Linked DNA regions of Sus scrofa: all the other regions are linked to region 2. The links are chromatin contacts, called in public Hi-C maps. All regions are on one chromosome and are shown on one strand. The core of a region is the stretch at or near the end of the contact, and the rest is flanking DNA. Distances in the headings are between cores, read along the strand shown. Region 1 holds the start of FLNB (filamin-B). Region 2 holds the start of SLMAP (sarcolemmal membrane-associated protein). Region 3 holds the start of ARF4 (ADP ribosylation factor 4).

Region 1 (3,432 bases), core at 126-2,625, 220 kb before region 2:
TCAGGCGACCGCCCAGCGCATCGGCCTGGGCGCAGCTGGGCGAGCGCTCCAGGGAGCGTCTGACTAGGGCCCCACCCCCGGGGACTGCCGACCAGAGGTTTCCAGTCCCCCAGCTTCCGCAGGGGCACCCCAAGTGCCACAGCCCGCACTCCCCCCAAGCGGCCCCAACATGAACCCTCAACCCATCGCCCGCCAAAGGCGCACGGCCCCGGCGCAAGGCAAGGAACTATCACTGTAAGACAGCACCCCAGGGAACGGCATGCAGGAGGGTGCCTAGGTCCCCTTTGTCCTCACCCCCACCCACCCCGGCCTCTGTGCCCACATCCAGCCGGTGGCTGCTGGACGCGGCGGAGGCGCGCGACAGGGAGCCTCAGTCTCCTCAGGGGCGCACGCGCGGGGGCGCGAGAAGTACACGCCGGCGCACGGCTCGGCCAGGGCACTCACCGATGGACACGAGCTTGATGTTCTCACGGTCCAGGAACTCGAGCGCCACGGACACGTTCTCAAGCTGCATCTGGCGGAAGGTGGGCCGCTGGTGGTACTTGCGGTACATGTGCTTCTGGCTAAGCACCTCCAGCAGCGCGATGAGCCGAAGCCCGTCGCTCAAGTCGGTCTGCAGGTTTCCGATGCGTTTGTTCACGCACTTGAGGTGCTCGTTGCACCAACGCGTGAACGTGTTCTGCTGGATCTTCTTCCAAGGCGCGTCCTCCGCCAGATCCTTCTCGGTTACCGGCATCTTGGCGGCGGGGAGAGCGCTATGAGCAGTGAGCTGCCGGGGACTGGCGTCGGGAGGCCCAAGGGCCGGGGGAGCGAAAACCAAAGCGGAGCGGGAGCGGGGCTCGAACTCGCTGCTACCAAAGCCGCGGCCGGGACTGCTCTGCGCCCGCCTGCCCCTGGCCGCGCGAGGCGCCTGGCCCCGCGCCTGCGCACTGAGACGACCCGCCCCTGAAGCTCCGCCCCGTCCCGACCCTCTGGCGGGAGTTCCCGGGTCACGCTTGCCCCCTGCAGCTCCAAATGAGCACTGCGCCCTGCGAGCTGCAAGGCGTCCGGGACCGGCGCTCGGTGTTCATTGCCTCTGCAGAAGAAAGCTAGGCAGGAGATGTCCGGCTACTCAAGAGGAAGGTCACCAGGTCCCATAGTGAGGGCACTTGCAGAAGTAGGGATCTGGGCTGGACGGAATGGACAGGGACGACGGCGTAGATCACAGGGAATGGAGTTGGTGCAGAAGGTACTTTTTCCATCTAGGTTCAATAAGATTCCATAAGGATTTTTATTGAGTTCCTGCTGTGCCAGGCACTATGTTAGGTCCTGGAGGACATCGTGAAAGTAATGGACATTTTACTTTTCATATTAATTAAACTCGTATGAATTGTCAGTCACAGTATTTATTGAGTGCCTACTGCGTGCTAACCTTCCTAGAGCTTGCCAACCAATGATAAGACAAACTTATAACTTAACCTAGACTTCATAGACTAATATATGAGAAAAATATAAAACCATCACAAAAAGCTTAATGGCAGTGATACAAATGAATGATAATTTACTGTGTGTATTAGTTTCCTAATGCTCCTGTAACAAATTACCAAAGCTCTGTTTTTAAAAAACAAAAACACACATTGTTATCTTGCTTTTTTTTAGTTTAGAGTCCCTCACTTGTCTCACTGAGCTAAAATCCAGGTATTGGCAGGATGCATTTCTTTCTGGAGGCTCAAGGGAAGAATCCATTCCCTTGCCCTTTCCAACTTCTGGAAGCTTCCTGAATTTCTTGGCTATGTCCTCTTCCTCCATCTTCAAAACCAGCCACATCAGGCTGAGTTTTTCTACACTGTTATCTCTCCCATTCTCCATAGTCACATCTTCCTCTAATTATCTTAAGGATCCATCTGGGAAGAGGCATTGGGCAGAATGAATGTCAAGGGCTTCCAGCTGTGGAAGAAGCCAGCAGATCTGTGGTTGGGATGCTCTATAACAGGTCATTTGTAAACAAGGTAAAGTGCTTTCTTCTGACAGATTGCCTCACTCACTGGAAATGCTCAAAACAGCCTTGAGGGAGAGAAGGTATTATTACCTGGCCCTGACCCTAGCCCATTGTTGAGATCAATAATTTTTTGAAGGCTCATTCCCCTCTTGAGTGATTAAGTGAAGAGATTTGCTGGAGGTCAGTTGGTAAGGACTGGATAAAGCTGAACTTGAACCTAGGTCTAACTCCAAAGTATGTACTACACCTAAAAGCCCCCATGCTCTTCCCAGCTTGGGCCTTGCCTTTGTGAGTAGCAGATTCACCAGTAGGCAGTGTTGGTAATGTTACCTACCCCGTGCCCAAGGGTTCTTGTTCCTCATGCTTTCTTCCACCCAAAGGCACTCATCAAAATGTATCAGCCAGGGCCTCATTCCCAAAGGGACATCCTCTCTGCTATTAGGTGAGACTGGGACTAATGCGATCACTTCAGCTCACTCAGCAGCTGATAATGCACCAAAGTTCTTTTTTTGGGGGGGGGGGCACACCCGCAGCATATGGAGGTTCCCAGGCTAGGGGTCTAATTGGAGCTGTAGCCGCCAGCCTATGCCAGAGCCACAGCACCTCCGCTCCGAGCCACGTCTGCGACCTACACCACAACTTACAGTAATGCCGGATCCTTAACCCACTGAGCAAGGCCAGGGATCAAACCCAAATCCTCATGGATGCTAGTGGGATTTGTTAACTGCTGAGCCATGATGGGAACTCCTAAAGTTCTCCTTTCTTATGAGATATTTCTGTTTTCACCAGACCTTGACACGAATAACTAAATTTAAGTTCTGCATGTAAATTAATATCCAGTCCACTTCACTCTGAGTGAGACATCCTTGTCTTAGGATGTGTCTGGTGAAACTCTCCATCCAATTAGAAGACACTTAAGAGTTCACTAGAAAGCAGTTTATGCGGAGTGACCAGGACTCAGCAACCATGATGGAGCATGATGGAGGAGGGTAGCCTTAGTGACAAGGTCTTTAAGTGGCCCTTTATCAATATTTGATAAAAGATGAGGGCCAAACACCTCAAGGCATGCATTTTTGCAGGGAGCATTTTAACTGCATTCTACAGGTTTGCCTGACAAAGACAATAAATACCAAATCTTCACAATAGCCAAGACATGGAAGCAACCTAAATGTCAATTGACAGATGAATGGATTAAGAAGATGTGGTATGTATACACAATGGAATACTACTCAGCCATAAAAAGAACAAAATAATGCCATTTGCAGCAACATGGATGGAGCTAGAGACTCTCATACGAAGTGAAGTCAGAAAAAGAAAGACAAATACCATATGATATCATTTATATCTGGAATTTAATATAGGGCACAAATGAACCTTTCCACAGAAAAGAAATTCATGGACTTAGAGATCAGACTTGTGGTTGCCAAGGGGGAGGAGGAGGGAGTGGGATGGAC
Region 2 (3,236 bases), core at 109-2,608:
ACCCCTATCCCCCACCAAATTTTAAATTAAAACAAACTGCACATTGTCCAAGCATAACCAGTGAACATCAACAACTCTTCACTTGGGTGGGAAGACGAGTCAGCGCAAGCCCCATCACCTCCTTTAAAACCCAGCAGTGCCCTGATCACACCAAGTCCCCAACTGGTAGCTTTCAGTCCATCTTCTTCCCTGGGAAGAAAAGGCTCAAACATTGGACAGCTTCGGCCAAGAAAACTCCTGGAAGACAGTTTGGGGACTGGAGGTATCCAAGCAGATGAGTCACACGCCAATTCTTGGGTTTTGTTTGGGATCGCGGCCGCTTTCCCCCCTCGGTGGCGGAAATGTTGCAGCACTGCAGCATGAAGGAAGGGTCGGTTCGTTGCGGCCAGAAAGGTCCTTTCAGGCGGAAGAAAGGTGTAGCTGAGCACCTCTGGGCAGCCACCGCCCGTCTTCGAGGGCCTCCGGACTGGAGGGACGAGAGGCGATGGGGCCAGCGCAGGGGTCTAGACGGCCAGCCGGACAGTCTGCATTGCCCCTCCCGCGAAGGCCGGCCGGGAGGTGGCACAGGGTCCCCGGCCCCGCACGAGACGAGGTGGCGGTGGCTGGAGTCCCTGGCACGAGGAACGGGGACCGGCGGGAGCTAGGGCAGCGGCCAAGGCGGGACTCCGGGCACCTGGCGGGCGTCCCCGCGACCAGGGCGGGGATCCGGCTCAGCAGGCGGGTGGTGACCGAGCGAGGCGCGACCCCGGGGAGGATCCGGGGTCTCGGCCCGCAGGAAGTTGGTCCCTGGACTCCTGGGCTCCTGGCTGCTCCTCAGCACACCGGCCACCTCCTTTCAGAGTCTCTCCCGCGAGGGTCGCATCTCAGGGACCGCAGCTGAAGCTCCCGACGGACGAGGAGGTGGGGGAGGGAGGCTGGCCCGGAGGTTGGGGGAGAGGCCTGGAGGCCCCGGGTTGGGTCCGCCGCAGCCTCCACCGCTCGCAGCCGGTGGGACAAGCTCAGGCTCTGCCCGACGACAGAAACTTTCCGACCTGGTGGGGAAAACATCAAAACAAACGGCCGTCAGCGCCGGTGCCCGCCCACCTCAGCCCTCAACCCCCTCAGCCCACCCCAACCAGCCCCCGCGACTGGCCACGACTCGGCCGACCTTTCCGCTGAGGGGCCGCGGGGACTGGGAGCCCGGACGCCAAGACGGGTCCAGCTTCTCTTACCGCCGCCGCCGCCTCAGCTTACCTTGCCAGCTCCGGCCGCCATAGTGACTCTGACTGAAACCTACCCGGTGCACCGCCACGGGAACGCGCACCCTTCAAGGGCCCTCCTACCCCTTCTCCCGCGCCGTAGTCGGGGCATCACGTGACAGACGCCGCGGAAGCCATGATGGTCAAGGGCAGAAAAGAGGGCAAGCCTTTTTAACAAGCCTCCGCACGCCATCTTAGTTAAGGGTTGGACGCTTCAAAACCGTGGGACACCTTTGCCACCATTTTGGTTATGGGCAAGAAAAAATTTGACCTGTTGAAGGTTTTCTAAACATAACGTGCCAACTTCCTACTTTGCCATCTTGGTAAGAAGGCGCTAGCATTTACTAAATTTTATTCACTAGAGTCCTCATTGAAAATATCAACGCCCAAGGAGACCAAGCCCATCCAAAGGAGCTGTTATTAGCATCCATCTTAGTTGTGGGCAGCACAGCTCCCCGACCTCCACCCCAACAGCCGCCTTAGGTGTGAACAACTAAATTCCTACAAGTCTCAGGATTTGTGCATCTGTAACAAGATTCATCCGCCCTCTTTAAAGTCTTCGCTATGTATCCTACCCGGAGGAAAAACTCTTTCTTAGTCCTTGCGTTCCATTTCAAATGACAATTCTTCTCACTGGGCCTATCTTATTTCCCAGGCCCCTAGCGCTGACTCTACCCCGAAATTAGTGCAACTTCTGAAAGTTTAAAATCATGTTTTTCCAGAGAGAGAGGTCCTTTGGAATCAATGATGGCGTCATTCTTCAGATTCCTTTGACAACAGGCTCCACCACTCTGTGACCTTGGGGAAGTTTCTAAACCTCTACGAGCTTCGTTTTGTCATCTATTACTTGGAGATAATAGTTAACGCACCTGTTGTGAGAATTCAAGGGAGTAATCTATCTGCTCATGAAAGAGTAAATACTATTCAATTCTTACATACAGGGTTTTGGCCCTGTTCTAAGTTCTGTGCTGGGCCCTGAAGACACATAGATGAACCAAATCTCAATCCTTGCCCTCTGAGAGTATACCTGGGTATTGTGAGATAAGGATAGGGAGAGGAGGGTTTCAAATAGAGATAACTTCACTTTGATGCAATCAGGGCTAAGATGAAAACAAGCACTAGCCACTAAAGGGGTCTTCTATGGGAGGTAACTGAACTCAAAGAAGGATGGTAGGAAAACCACGATAAACATGGTATTTGCTGAATGGTTTCGTAAATTTCCAGGAAGGTTTAGTGAAAAAAAGAACAAGGCTTTTATTTTTATTTTTTTGCTATTTCTTGGGCCGCTCCTGCGGCATATGGAGGTTCCCAGGCTAGGGGTCTAATCAGAGCCATAGCCACCAGCCTACGCCAGAGCCACAGCAACGCAGGATCCGAGCCGCGTCTGCAACCTACACCACAGCTCACGGCAACGCCAGATCCTTAACCCACTGAGCAAGGGCAGGGACCGAAGCCGCAACCTCATGGTTCCTAGTCGGATTCGTTAACCACTGCGCTACGATGGGAACTCCAAGAATAAGGCTTTTAAAATGGTAGAACAACGTGCCTGGCACATTACAGTGTCTCAAATATTTGATACATGATTGAAAATTACATACTCTTTATTACGGGATACAGTAGGAGTGGCACAAAGAGAGTCCCAAGAGAAGAATATATGTTATAAGGGCCTTGTATACTTTCTAACTAACACTCTCACTACTTCAGCAAATGTGTATGGAATTACTACCATGTTCCAGTTACTTTATTTTGGACAAAAATAAGAATATATTGAAAAGTCTTAATATAAGAGGTTGAAAAGTTTTCATTTGTGGTAACTTTTAGTCTCATGTGGAATAAGTAATGTAGGTCCCTCCGCAATCTCTAATAAGTTTTGTGCATGAACTTATGCATTCTTTCAGTCCTTCATTCTACAAATACTTAATGTGGGAAACAGCTACTGTGACAAGCCCTGGAACTACAACAATAGGGGAAGAAAAAAAAAACTCCCTCACAATTTAG
Region 3 (3,492 bases), core at 587-3,086, 140 kb after region 2:
GCATATGGAATTTTTTGGGACAAGGATTAAATCTGAGCCATAGCTGTGGAACTATGCAGTGACCTGAGCTGCTACAGTCAGATTCTTAACCCACTGCACCACAGCAGGAACTCCAAAATAAAGCTGTCTTTTGACTACCACTTCCAAACTAGGTTCCCTCACTCTCTGGGAAGGTGCCCTCCTCCCTCCACATAGGCTAGACAGTTACACCACTATCATTATTACAGACTCTCCTTCAAAGCTCTTGTTCTGCATTTACACACACACACACACACACACACACACACACACACGGAAAATCTACATTTTTACCTTTCCTTACAGTACTTAGTCATTATTTGGCCTTTTTCAGTAAATGTATCTTAGCGATCTTTTCATTAGATTTACAGTTCTACATCATCCTAAACTCCTGAGAATACTGCACAGTATGGAGATACTACAGTTTGTTTATCTATCCCACCATCATTCAACCATATTTGAGAGTCATGGTGTGCCAAGTCCATTGCAAACAACACAGAAAAACAAACTAGAGTTTGGCCCGTTTACCGTTTTCACACAAGGGGGTAAAGGGAAGAGGGTTGTCAACAGTAATATTGAATGCGAAATCCTAACTATGAAGAGTGGTTATGATTTTTTAAAGCCTGAGTAATTTATCTAGTTGGAAGCTCAAGAATGTATTTTCCAACGCAGTTAAACTCTAACCAGATCTAAATGGTTGGTGAGGAGGTCCCACTGTGGCACAATGGGATCTGATCCCTGGCCTGGTAACTCCATATGCCTGCTTAGGCCAGCCAAAAAATTACAAAATAATAATAATAATGATAAAAAAAAAGATAGGGAGCATGACTTAATACTAAACGGCACCAACAGTATAGAAGAAACCCATAGGAGGTGGGGAGGTTGCTCTTTTATACATCTTTTTTTGCAAATTGTATACCTTACTTTGGAAAACATTAAGATCTTTTTTTTTTTTCTTTTTTTTTATTTGGAGGGCTGCACGCACAGCATATGCAACTTCCCAGGCTAGGGGTGGAAATGGGAGCTGCAGCCGCGAGCCTCAGCCACAGCCACAGCAACGAACGCTGCAGCTCATGGCAACGCCAGACCACTGAGCAAGGCCAGGGATCCAACCTACATCCTCATGGATACTACCTGAGCTCGTTACAGCTGAGCCACAATGGGAACTTCTAAGATCATAAATATTTTTGAACTGAGGAGTCTTTCCACTTCCTCAACATAAGGGATAAATCTTCCATGCTTGTTCTAGGAAAGATTAAAAAAAAAAAAAGCAAGCCCTTCAAATTGGCTCCTCTTTAAAAGCTGCAATAGTCTACAAAAAAGTCTCGGAGCTCTCCTCTAGACATAGGATTAGGATTAGGTAGCGTCAGTGGGACCTGGCGGCAGGCTTTTAACAACTTATCTTCTGGGAAAACTGGGCCTGTCTTCACTCCTCCATTAGGGCAAGTGTCTGGTCCCGTGGGTGAAATATGTACCTCCGTGGCACCAGGAAATCTTTAGCGCGTTGCGTAGAAAAAGACGCCCAAAGGGCGAAAAGAACGGAGGCTTACTACCTAACCCACAATGCACAGCTCGCCTTTCCGGAATCAAGGAATACAACTTCCAGGATGCATTTCTCTAAACAGAAACGTCTCTCCTCGAGTCTGATTGGAAGTGACGAAGCGAGGCATTGTGGGATTGTATTTGTCGCCCAGTACACAGTGGCTCACAGGCCTCGCCTAGATCCAGGAGCCACGTCCGGGGGCTGACGCTGGCCAGAGGCGCACGTCAGCGAAGACGGCCAATCCCTTTCGTGCGCAGGCGCAGTGGTTCGGGTAGCACCGGAAGCGCAGGGGGATGGGGCGGCGGTGACGCGATTCTGTCCGCGTTGGAGGGGCCGGGCCGCTGCCGAAGTCGCCGCGGCTGCCGCGTGACGTGGCACAGGCGAAGATTTAACGCCAGAGCCGGAGCTGCCCCGCCAGTCGTCGAGCAGGTCCTTGCCCCGCTAATTTCTGTCCCGGGGCTTCGTCCGACACGCCGGCTAGCGAGCTGTCCCTGCCGCGCTCTTTCTGCCTTAGCTCCTCTTCGCCCTCTGACTTTGCCAGGAGCGTGAAAGGAGAAGGCCCGGGGACGCCCCAAGCCCCTTCTGCTCCTGCCCATTGCAAGTGCCATTACCGCCATGGGCCTCACCATCTCCTCCCTCTTCTCCCGCCTCTTCGGCAAGAAGCAGATGCGCATTTTGATGGGTGAGTTAGGGCCTGAGGGATGAGGCCAGGCCTCGGTGGGGCGGCCGGGTCTCTACGCTCTGGGCGGCCTTGGGGCCTGTTTTTTTCTCCCCGTCTGCTGTAGTGGGGGAGGGGTGGGGGTCGGGAAGAATTCTTAAGGGGGAACAATGGGGCGAAGGATGGGCGGTCGCCCCATCTGTCGGGGAGGCTGGAAAGGGGCCGCGGGCAAGGTTTCCTCCTGGGTTTAGTTTTCTCTCGATCCTACTGAAAGCCCGACGGAATTGGGCGGAGATGTGAGGTTAGCGAACTGTCGAATCTCGCAGAGCCCGGAAGATATTGGCGCGGCCCATTCTGAGAATGCGATCTGATTCTGCTCTTCCCCGGGTGTGGGCAGCAGTTTAGCCTTCCTCCTCCCTCTTTCTGCCCCGTGTACACACTTTTCACCCTCCTTTGGTATGTGAGCGAGCGGTCGCCCGGAGCCGGCCGGTGCAGGAAGTGACCAGCCCCAGTACAGTGGCAGGCGAGCGAACACCCAAGGTTTTAGTAGAGTCCGGAGTCCTCTGCGCTCTCTTCGCTAAACTTTGCTTCGCTCTGGATTCTGCTTCACGTTTTTTTGTTTTTGTTTTTGTTTTTTGTTTTTTTCCTATTAATGTTCCTGAAAATTGAGTTTATCATGAATGTTTCTTTTAGCCACGCTCTTTGGTTTACTCTCTTTGATTTTCAGACCACGTAATTTTTGTCCAGCTGGTGAAGATTTAATGGAAAATAAATTAGAAACTAAATTCTTTTAAAGTGCTAACACATTTTCAGTAAGTGAACATAATGACGCTTAATTTTAGGGTCGCCTTGTTAAAGAGTAATTACGAAGGTGTTTTAAAAAATTCTTAGGGAAAACGGGCTTTTTAAAAATTGCTTTTTAGGGTCCGATTTTTGCTCTGCTGAGGGAGAAGGGACTTGTTAGTCGAGTGATGTAAGCAACGTCTTCCCCATAGTACTATGAGTAGTCTCTACATCACCGCTAAGCTTTTTGCACCTGAATAATGCTATAAGGCGCCCCTCTAACTTGTAACATTGAAATCTGTTGGTTTATTAGATTGTTTTCTAGAGAAGTTGGGAGGTTTTACTTGAAAGTTTTCCAAAGCAAAATTCCGTAATATTTCAAGGTATTTGAAGATTGAGGGTATGCACATTTGGTTCTTTTTTCACTTTCCTCTTATTCCTGCTTCAAAATCCATAAAACAAATGTTGATGATTCACTCACAAAGATTAA

The links. Hi-C and Micro-C count contacts between places; a contact is called where the count stands out from the background.
Region 1: a contact with region 2 is called in a Hi-C map of heart right ventricle, with 2.4 times the contacts expected there. The contact joins the promoter of FLNB here to the promoter of SLMAP in region 2. A contact is called at or near these places in 2 of 47 Hi-C or Micro-C datasets (embryonic fibroblasts and heart right ventricle).
Region 3: a Hi-C map of liver shows a contact between it and region 2, with 4 times the contacts expected there. The contact joins the promoter of ARF4 here to the promoter of SLMAP in region 2. A contact is called at or near these places in 2 of 5 promoter capture datasets (fetal liver and liver), 6 of 47 Hi-C or Micro-C datasets (heart right ventricle, liver and skeletal muscle) and 2 of 2 datasets of contacts at active chromatin or transcription factors (alveolar macrophages and skeletal muscle).

Annotation. Positions count from the first base shown.
Region 1 is chr13:39,787,202-39,790,633 of Sscrofa11.1, reverse strand. FLNB (filamin-B) reads right to left here and starts at 1,375. Exons shown (of 46, transcript XR_002337597.1): 1 at 445-1,375.
Region 2 is chr13:39,570,052-39,573,287 of Sscrofa11.1, reverse strand. It overlaps SLMAP (sarcolemmal membrane-associated protein), which reads right to left and starts at 1,358. Exons shown (of 21, transcript XM_021069059.1): 1 at 1,234-1,358; 2 at 1-1,031.
Region 3 is chr13:39,428,521-39,432,012 of Sscrofa11.1, reverse strand. It overlaps ARF4 (ADP ribosylation factor 4), which reads left to right and starts at 1,836. Exons shown (of 6, transcript NM_001048072.2): 1 at 1,836-2,243. The coding sequence starts at 2,177.